Regions from separate parts of the Mus musculus genome. Here region 2 is linked to region 1. The links are chromatin contacts, called in public Micro-C maps. All regions are on one chromosome and are shown on one strand. Each heading gives the region's core, a stretch centred on a gene start, on an enhancer-like site or on the middle of the called end of the contact. The rest is flanking DNA. Distances are from core to core; before and after follow the strand shown. Region 1 holds the start of Farp1 (FERM, RhoGEF (Arhgef) and pleckstrin domain protein 1 (chondrocyte-derived)). Region 2 holds the start of Tm9sf2 (transmembrane 9 superfamily member 2).

The links. A called contact is a pair of places that touch in the nucleus more often than the background predicts.
Region 2: a contact with region 1 is called in a Micro-C map of embryonic stem cells, with 8 times the contacts expected there. The contact joins the promoter of Tm9sf2 here to the promoter of Farp1 in region 1. A contact is called at or near these places in 1 of 39 promoter capture datasets (liver) and 1 of 484 Hi-C or Micro-C datasets (embryonic stem cells).

What each region holds. Positions count from the first base shown.
Region 1 is chr14:121,033,801-121,038,250 of GRCm38.p6, forward strand. Farp1 (FERM, RhoGEF (Arhgef) and pleckstrin domain protein 1 (chondrocyte-derived)) reads left to right here and starts at 1,774. Exons shown (of 27, transcript NM_134082.3): 1 at 1,774-2,125.
Region 2 is chr14:122,104,883-122,109,070 of GRCm38.p6, forward strand. Tm9sf2 (transmembrane 9 superfamily member 2) reads left to right here and starts at 2,200. Exons shown (of 17, transcript NM_080556.3): 1 at 2,200-2,553. The coding sequence starts at 2,386. It overlaps A330035P11Rik (RIKEN cDNA A330035P11 gene), which reads right to left and starts at 2,092. Exons shown (of 4, transcript NR_015586.3): 1 at 902-2,092; 2 at 50-559.

The DNA of each region.
Region 1 (4,450 bases), core at 524-3,023:
TTTTGGTACTATATTGCTTTAGTCATGGGACACAGCACATGTCTGCCAACACAGTCCCCGGACCAACCAAAATACATCACCCGGAATGTTTGAAACAGACCGATACAGAATCCGAACTGGGACAAGATTCCCAGGCGATTCCACAGCATCAGAGGTTGTTAGTAAAGCCAGGCTGCACACTGGGAATAACCTGTAATAACTTTAAACCCATCCATGTCATGTCCCAACCTCAGAAATCAGTCTGGCCACTGTCTTCTTATCCTGTGAAGAGACTCTGAACCTGTGGTCGGTTCCCCATTATAGCGGTTCTTAAGGTGTGATAATTGCTTGAATTTGCTTTCCTTTACTGGGCCTGGTGGTTCAGACCGAAATCCTAATGCTTAAGAGGTAGAGGCACGAGGACCAGTCTGGGCTACATGAGGAGACTTTCTGGGGAGGAGTGGGAGAGGAATTTAAAATCGAGTGCTGCTGCTCTTGGTGGCAGTTTGACCACTACACTTAAGAAAATTACTGGCTGAAAATAGCTCACCCATACTTGTAAAGCCACACACAGTTTGGCCACAGAGCTAGCTTCCAACCCACCCATGATTCTCTCTAGCAAATCGCCCAAGGCCTGTCTGGTTCCCCAGAGGCCAGAGGGATTTTGCAGCATGCAAGAAACAGCCCCAACCCTCCGCAGACTGCTTTTGACTCCCATGACTTACAGGTGCCCCTCTCTGATAATCAAGCTTTCATGTCTTCAGCCTCCCTCCCTAGCCACAGAGACAATTTCACTTGGTTAAGTTCAGTTGTAGCTCCGTTGTAGTTGCGACTGAGGTCAGTGAACTCCTCCAGGGTGGAAAATGACCGGAATCTGAGCCAAATTGGCTCTAGGGGCGGGTCCACACTAGCCTCTGGATCCGGCAGAACAAGGCTTTCCTGTGTTCCATACGGTCAGTGGCCCAAGATCTTTCCCAGACAGAGACAGGGAAGAAGGACGAAGGAAAAATGGCACCTAGTGGGTGGGGATAGTGATTGAAAGTCACCTAGTATCGTGGGCCTTCTGATCATGAATCTTCCGACTATATCACCAAGTTCTGGGGGAAAAAAAAACGGAATCAAATAACTGCAAGTCATTCTAAATCTCGCCACACTAAGCAGGGCATTCTGCTGTCCCTGGTCGGAGAGAGGTGGGGTTGGGCACTGTCCTGGGATTCGCTCAGGTGGTGGGCACTGAGCCCGAGCAGCATCAGAGGTGGCACCTGTGTCTCTGGCATTGAATACCGCGCCGCTTAGGGTGGTGCCGGAAGCCTGCGCTAGTGGCCTGGAAGGGGTGGGGGGCGGAATTCGTGGGTCTTTGTAAAACGCTTTCCACGTGATGTCGTAGTTCTCTGTCAGGCTTCCAAAGGCGACCTGCGGAGTCAGTGCCACGAATCTCCCTCCGGGCCTCCGCATCCCGCTGGACACCAGCGACTAGCGCTCGCGTCTCCGCGGTGGCGCTTCTTCCCGCTCTTGGCTTGGTGGTGCAGCTCAGACACCAGCTCTTGCCACACGCCCAAGTAAGGCACAGCTCCAGGGTGGCGTGGCCCTGCCCACGGTCCACCTTTCTGCGCACCTGCCTCCGGGGCGGGGCGGAGCGGGGCGGGGCCGCTGTGCGGGCGCAGGTCACGGCTCGGACGCTGGAGGGGGCTGTGGCTCTCCGCCGTCCCCAGGCTGTGCCCAGGCTCCCCCTGCCGAGGGCTCGGCCCAGGCCCTGGGAGGGGCAGTGGTGGCCCTCATTTCCCGCTCAACAGCCTCGGAGGCGGCTGGTCCCGGCGCGGGCGCAGCGGCTGCGGGGAGCGGGGAGCCCGGAGAAGGTGCGGGGCGGGGACGCGGCCACCGCCCGCTCTGCGCCGCTCCTCCCCACGCGAGTGGCGCTCGGGCCGGGCGTCGAGGCGGCCGCGGCGACCCGGAGCTCGCTCCCCACCCACCCCGCCTGCTCCGCCCTCCCCTCCGCCCCGCGCCACCTTTGATGGCTCGGACCTCGGCCGGCCGCCGCCTGCCTAGCTCGCGCGCCCGCCGCCCGCGGGGACCCCTCGCTCGCCGCCGCCGCGCCCTCGCCAGCCTTGCAGCCCGCAGCCCGCAGCCCGGACCCGGAGCCACCGAGGTAGGAGGCGTGCGGCGAACAATGACCGCGGCGGGAGGGCGGCCGCCTGGGTGGACCGGGCCGCGGCGGCAACTTGTGCGAGTCCCCGCGCTCGCGGCCCTGGGCGCCGGCCGAGCTGGCTGCGGAGTCCACGGGAACGGTCCTTTTTGTAGCCGGCGGCCGCAGGCCCCGCAACAATAGCAGAAGCCACGGTTCCTCGGGCACCGGTGGAGCTCACCTCCGCGGACCTGGGCTGCGGGGCTCTGAGCTCGTGGGTTCTCCCCAGCTTGGCTTCCTCTCCTTGGGCGCCCCTCCCCCGCTTCCTCCCATCCCACCCTGCCGGGTGACAGCGCCCCCGACGCCTCTTCCGGACCTCAGGCTGCAATCTCGGCTCTGGAGGTCCGTCTCCCGGCAGCACGGGTGCCGCCGTGCCGCCGGGTCACTGCATCTCGCCCACGGGCGGCGAGAACCTCCCGGTGGGTGACAAAGAGGAACACGCCCTCTTAAGTTAGATCTTGTTTCTCTTTACTCTCTGCCTTATGGAGGGGGAAGTTTCCCCCTCCCTTTTTAAAGCACAGGATATATATTATTATTTTTGTGTGGGGGGACGGGGAGTTCAGAACTTCTGATTGTGATTTTTTACGATTTAAGTTCGGAAAACTTTAGCCTTGTGATCCATCCGGACCCCGGTGAGTCTTAGACCTAGGGGTCGTGGAGGAGTACCAGATTCCTTGTTGGGACCCGGAAACCACGGCTGGCAGGGATTTTCTAGAGTCCCCCTAGAAAATAGGGAGGTAGGGCTCACAAAGGAACGAGGTTTGAGACGTGCTGGTGAAGATGTGGGAGCGAATAACTGCCTCTCATCTGGAACAGTTTACCAGGCTCAGCTTCTCCTCCCCTCCCCGGCTCCGGCTCCGGAGTTCAGTGGCCTCCGGCTGTTTCATTTATTTTTGTTTCAGCCTTCCTCCGTGCTAGTTTACCGCGTTTGACAACCTTAAACCTGGCCCCTGCCCATGGTTTACCCTCCAGACTTCCAATCCCTCCCTTAGTAGGCAGCGTTTTCTGACCATAACCTCGACCCAACGATGGGCCATGTTTAATGTGCTTTGCACGTGGGGACTTGGCCAAGCCCACTTCAGAACATTCCCCTAGCGTTGTCTTACTTCTCTTTTTCTATCTGAACAAGGAATGGAGAAAGAGGGGGAAAGCCTTTTGGATTATGAAAGCTTTAGTTGAGGAGTTGCCTTTAAAAATTGGTTTGGTGTTTTGAAAGCTAAGGTGGGGCCCTTTTCAAATCCCTGTCGTCTTTCCCCTCAGCCCCACATTTCTTGCTGGCATCTTAGCCTCAGCTTTTCAGGTGGGTGGGTCTCTGAAAATGCACGTCTTCCGTGGGTCTGGCATCCACACAGCCCACTTTATATTCCTGCAGCATCGGTCTGCAGCAAGACACTAATATTGGACCTTCTCCAAGCACAACGAAACGTTTGTGTTTTTAGTATGTCTGGCTAATAGCTCTGCTTCTGGGTAAAATAAATAGAAGCATTATTGGGCAGTGACTGGTCTACTGGGGGAGTCGGTGGAGTAGATAGTGAGCAGATGTCTGCCAAACCCACAGGAAGCTAGAAATACTTGGTCATCGATGAGGTAACTACCTTCTCATGGTGTGTGTGGGGGTGGGGGTGTGTGCAGAACTGTAGTGTGCTCCTCTGACTTGGGATATGCTGTTAAGATTTAGGAGTTCTGTAAGTTGGAATCCTTCTGAAGTTAGATATACGATGTAAACATCCCCCTCTGCACCCCACTTCCTTCTGTGATAGGATCTTAGAGTGTATCCCTGATTGGTCTCACTGGAGATCTTCCTGTCTCAGTTACCCCGAATGCCAGGATTATAGATAGGTGTGCATATCATGTCTATTTTTAGTGTACTTTTCTATACTGATATTCTCTTATTGGGTGTCAATACTAGGATATTCTTTTGGGACAGTTTTTTGTCTTGTTTTTCATCACATTATCCAAGAGACAATATTTAAAGATGAAGCTTTTCAATATTAAAAGTAATATTGAAAAGGACAAGGAGGTATGGGGCCACATAATCCTAGTGTCCTGGAGGCAGAAGGAGGGGGCTCATAAATTCAAGGCCAGCCTTAATTCCAATCTCAATAACAGAAAGGAGGGGGTGCGGGGAAGAAAGCCTAGTCGTTAAATTCACTTGGGAAAATGAGTGGATGTTGGAGAACTCTAGATAGGAAAAAGAAAACCTGAATTTTTGCGTGCTGGTTTTACTTTGGAGAACTAGCCTGGTAATACTCGGAGAGGATCAAGAAGATTGTGACTCTGTAGACTTAG
Region 2 (4,188 bases), core at 950-3,449, 1.1 Mb after region 1:
GCCCCCTCCCGCCATCAGGTAACCTAGGGAACCGCAGGTGAGGCGTTACCCAGAAGAGGCCGGATCCGGAAGTAGGGGTCGCCCCGCCCACCAGCCAAGAAGCGGCCCAGCACGGTGACGTGTCGTTGTAGGAGTTGGCTTTACTCGCCGTGCGTACACCCAGTTGGAGCTCTGAGCGAGTCAGCTGTCTGGAATCCCGATGTCGTTTTCATTCTCAAAGACTCCAGTTGTCCGGGTTTTTAATTTACTTTACCCAGAGTGTTGAGGCTGTCAGGTCTCGGGGCAGGAAGCACCAGGTCACCGTGGGTTCATCACTGAGTATCCCAGGCCATCCTGGGAAGTGATTCTCGGTCTTAAGCTTGTGGTGGTCTGTGAAAGCGAGCGGGAAACCCTGGGAACCCTCAGGCGTTAGCACCGCAAGTCTGCGACCCTAAATTCAGGTCTAGAACCTGTGTCCTCCGGCGACCAGGGCCGAGCGAGCACTTCTAGTTTGCTTCGCCTTCGTCTCTCCAGGCCCTGCTGTAGAGTTGGAAGATGCAGAGACCAGGCCCCTGCAGCCCTGGGAAGTGAGACAGTGAACAATAAACACGATCGTTTCCGAAATTGGTAGACACCGAGGAGCAGCGGTGGAAATGGGGGACACCTACATTCTACATTATCCCTCTTAGCACAAGTAGAAGCTGGGGAGACCTACAGAGTGGCCTAGCGTGGTAGGTAGGAGCCTAGAGACCACCAAAAGAACTCAGTGGCACAGCGAGCAGCATGCCAGCTATGGACAGTGAGATTGTCACAGGTAGAAAAAAGTAGTAATGGCAAGGTTGGAGCGGGAGCTACGGCAGTGAAGGTCTAGTTTGGTATTATCAGAAAAATAGGTAAGGTGTGTGGGGGGTGTTAATCCTACCTCTTTATATTTGGAGACAGCTGCTTCCTTTTTCGACAAAGGGCGTTGTCTTGACTTAGCCCAAAGTTCAGTATGTGCATGTATTTGAGATGGTGTGCGCTGATGGACACGCCTCCTTTTGTTATAAAAGTGGTCAGGACCGCCTGGGACAACTACTATATCACCTATTTTTTTGTGATATAGTATTTTTTAACTTAATCTTTACCACTCTTTGAGAGGGTGAGCACCCTTGTCTTCTCTTCTAACTTTCATTTCTCCAGTGATGAACCCATGCCCAGAGGCACATCGCTAGATCACAATGTTCCAAAGCCAGGACGCTCAGCCAGTACAAATTACCTTTGATGTTAAAGCTCTTTTTAGGTATGTCAGTAGTTCTTTCTGTAGGTGCTAGAGCCATTGAAAATCTGGTTAGTTGTAAACTTTGGGGAAGGGAGCAATATATGAGCACACAGAAAAAATTTAATAGCATGAGACTACAAACTTTTTTGAATTTACCTATTTTCTGAATTTGCCTTTTCTTGAATTTGGGGGTTACAGTCATCCAGGACTGTGTTTTATATTCTAAGATGATGCACTTGGGGAAGAATTCGGTTGAAGTCTAAAACTCCATGGGCTTTTTATGCTAAACTTTTCTCCTCCTTGAGCATAATGCTTGCGCACTAACACAGAGACATAACCATTTCCCATTATCAATGGGAAAAGCTATGCACCTTGTCGAAGAGTAATAATGCCGTAATAGTCTTCCTTAACACGACTGCTTTGCTTAACTAAGCCCCGGTATCTTCATTGCAACCTGCCATTGCTACTTTATATTTACTACCCTCTCTCATCTATCTCATTTCGACTTTCTGAAAGATATGTTTGTTGTGTGCACACTTCTCCCACACAAGAATGTCCCAGCATTTCCGATGCTTAGGAATTATTCTTGCAAATAACCTCTAAGAGCTGTTTAAAGATTTACGAACCGCTCTTTCCATTTGTTCCCTTACCCTGGCCCCAACTAGGTAACCCCTGAGCTCTGCCTCATCGACCAACTCGGTCTCCATCAGAAAGTACTTGGTTCATCAGTCCTGAGCGGACTGACGGGTATGAGGTGACAGAGGGCAGAGAAGAGGTGCGCCCGAGAAGCGCGGCGCTCTGGAGCGCCACGGTGGAACCTGGAACCCGACTGTGGGTGCCGGAAGCGCGCAGGCGGAAGTCACCCAGATCCCGGAACGCGGATCTCTTGGCCGCCCCGCCCGGAAAGAGCCCGCTGCGCTTGCGGCGCCGGCACTGAGCATGTGCGTGCGGCCCCGCGCATGCTCCGTGGAGGCCCGCTTCGGTTTCTGTCGCGGGGCCCGCGGTGTCTCCTAGCGTAACCGGAACTAGCCGTTGCGGGCCGGCCTTCTCTGCGCTCGGGCCTTGAGGTGATCTCCGAGCGCCCCGGACCCCTCCTTCCTCGCCGTCCCCCTCGGCTCGGCCGCTCGCCTCTCACAGCCGCCGGCATGAGCTCCAGGCCGCCAGCGTCGCCGCCAGCGCAAGGCTCCAGGTTGCTGCTGCTGTCGCTGCTCCTGCTAGGGACGGTCCCAGGCCCGCGCCCGGGAAGCGCCTTCTACCTGCCCGGCCTGGCGCCGGTCAACTTCTGCGCCGAAGAGAAGAGCAACGAGTGCAAGGTGGGGGAGGCCTGTCGGGCTGCGCGCCGCGGTGGGAGCGGGGTCTAGGAGCGGGGTCAAGGAGCGGGAAGGGGCGTAGCTGTGGGTGGGGTCGCATTTCGAGCCGCGACGGGACGGGGGCCTGCGGACCCCGGGTGGTCCCCGCGGGCTCGTCGCTGCAGCTCGGGGCGCTTTGCCCGGACCCCGGCGGCTTGCGGAGCGCCCTTGGACTGGCCTGCACGCAGGTACGCGGTGACCCGATGCCCACACGGGGCGCTCCCAGCCGAGCGACAACTTCCAGTAACTTAATTTCGTAGCTCACTGTTTTATTGCACTTTCCTAGAACTCCTGGTCATGACGGCTTATTCTCTCTAGGACTTTGATACCGAACTTCAAGAATACTAGTTGATCATTTAACCTGTGGATTGTGACGCATTCTAACCCTCCTTGAAAACCGCGTTAATAAAGACTAGTTGTAGTTAAGTTTAGTCCCTGGCCTTTAAATTTTTTTTTAAGCTATAAAATTTTTAAGAGACCCCCAAATGGGTTTCTCCGCGATGGCTTTAAACACTTAAAAAGCAGCAGAGAGCGGGAGAAAGAACCTGCCTTGAAAATGTTGGTTTCGTAGGCCATCCGCCCACACGTTTTTCAGTTTACCAGCTGAAAGCAGCTTTTAGGTATCAGGTGTAGAGCATCACAATACACCATTATTTCGTAAAGTTACTAAAACTTAACCATTTGGAGGATCCAGGGCCTCTCAGAAACCGTTAATTTTAATACTTCAAATAATGGTTAAGAAAACGTTTACACTTTTTATTTACTAAAATTTTAAGCTGGTGTTTATTTTATGACTCTTAGCTATACCACAGTTGTGAATTTTGAGGTTGTTTTAGAGTATTAGGGAGGCTATTAAAGTTTTCATGGCATTTTGCAGCTTCTCTTTAGGTTTGTGGGCTATCCTGTGTGGCGTTAACATGGTCACTACAGTTTTAGAAAGAAACAAACGTGTATCTATGACACGTAAGTCGTAGAGGGTTCAATAATGCCTACCAATCGGTAAGATTCACCCAGGCACACAGTCCATTAACTGTGGTACCCGGAAAAGCAGGAACTTCTGCCTCCTTCTAGAGAGTTCTGACCTAAAGTGAGATCCAGTCTTACAGGCACACTGAATTTTTCTGTTAAATATTTCAGAAGCCAACCTTTATAAACAAGTACTTGGTCTGTAAATGAACAGTGAATGTGTGTTGTATTCGTAATTTCTTAGAGAAATACATTCCTGGCTCCTCCATCAGCCACTGGAGAACAGAGGCTTATTAATAAAATCTGATGTTACGAAAGGTATGGTCCACATACCTAGAGAGCATAGATGAGGAAATGTTTGTGGATTAGAGTCTTCTGGAGAAGCAGCAGAGATGTGACACTGGACACGGACTTTAGAGAGAAGTGTGAGTGGATTTGTGGGTGATTTGTGTTGTCTCACAAGGTCTTTAAGTGTCCTTTTGAAGTTTCTGATCCTTTGAGGGTTTGACTTAGATAGGTGTGGGGATGAAACAGGCAAGACAGATCATATTCTGGATGTTGGCTTGCTGTCCTTGTTCTCAGCTACTCCGTTAGCAGTAGGAAGAGGGCAAATGTCCCTAGGCTCTTCTCTAA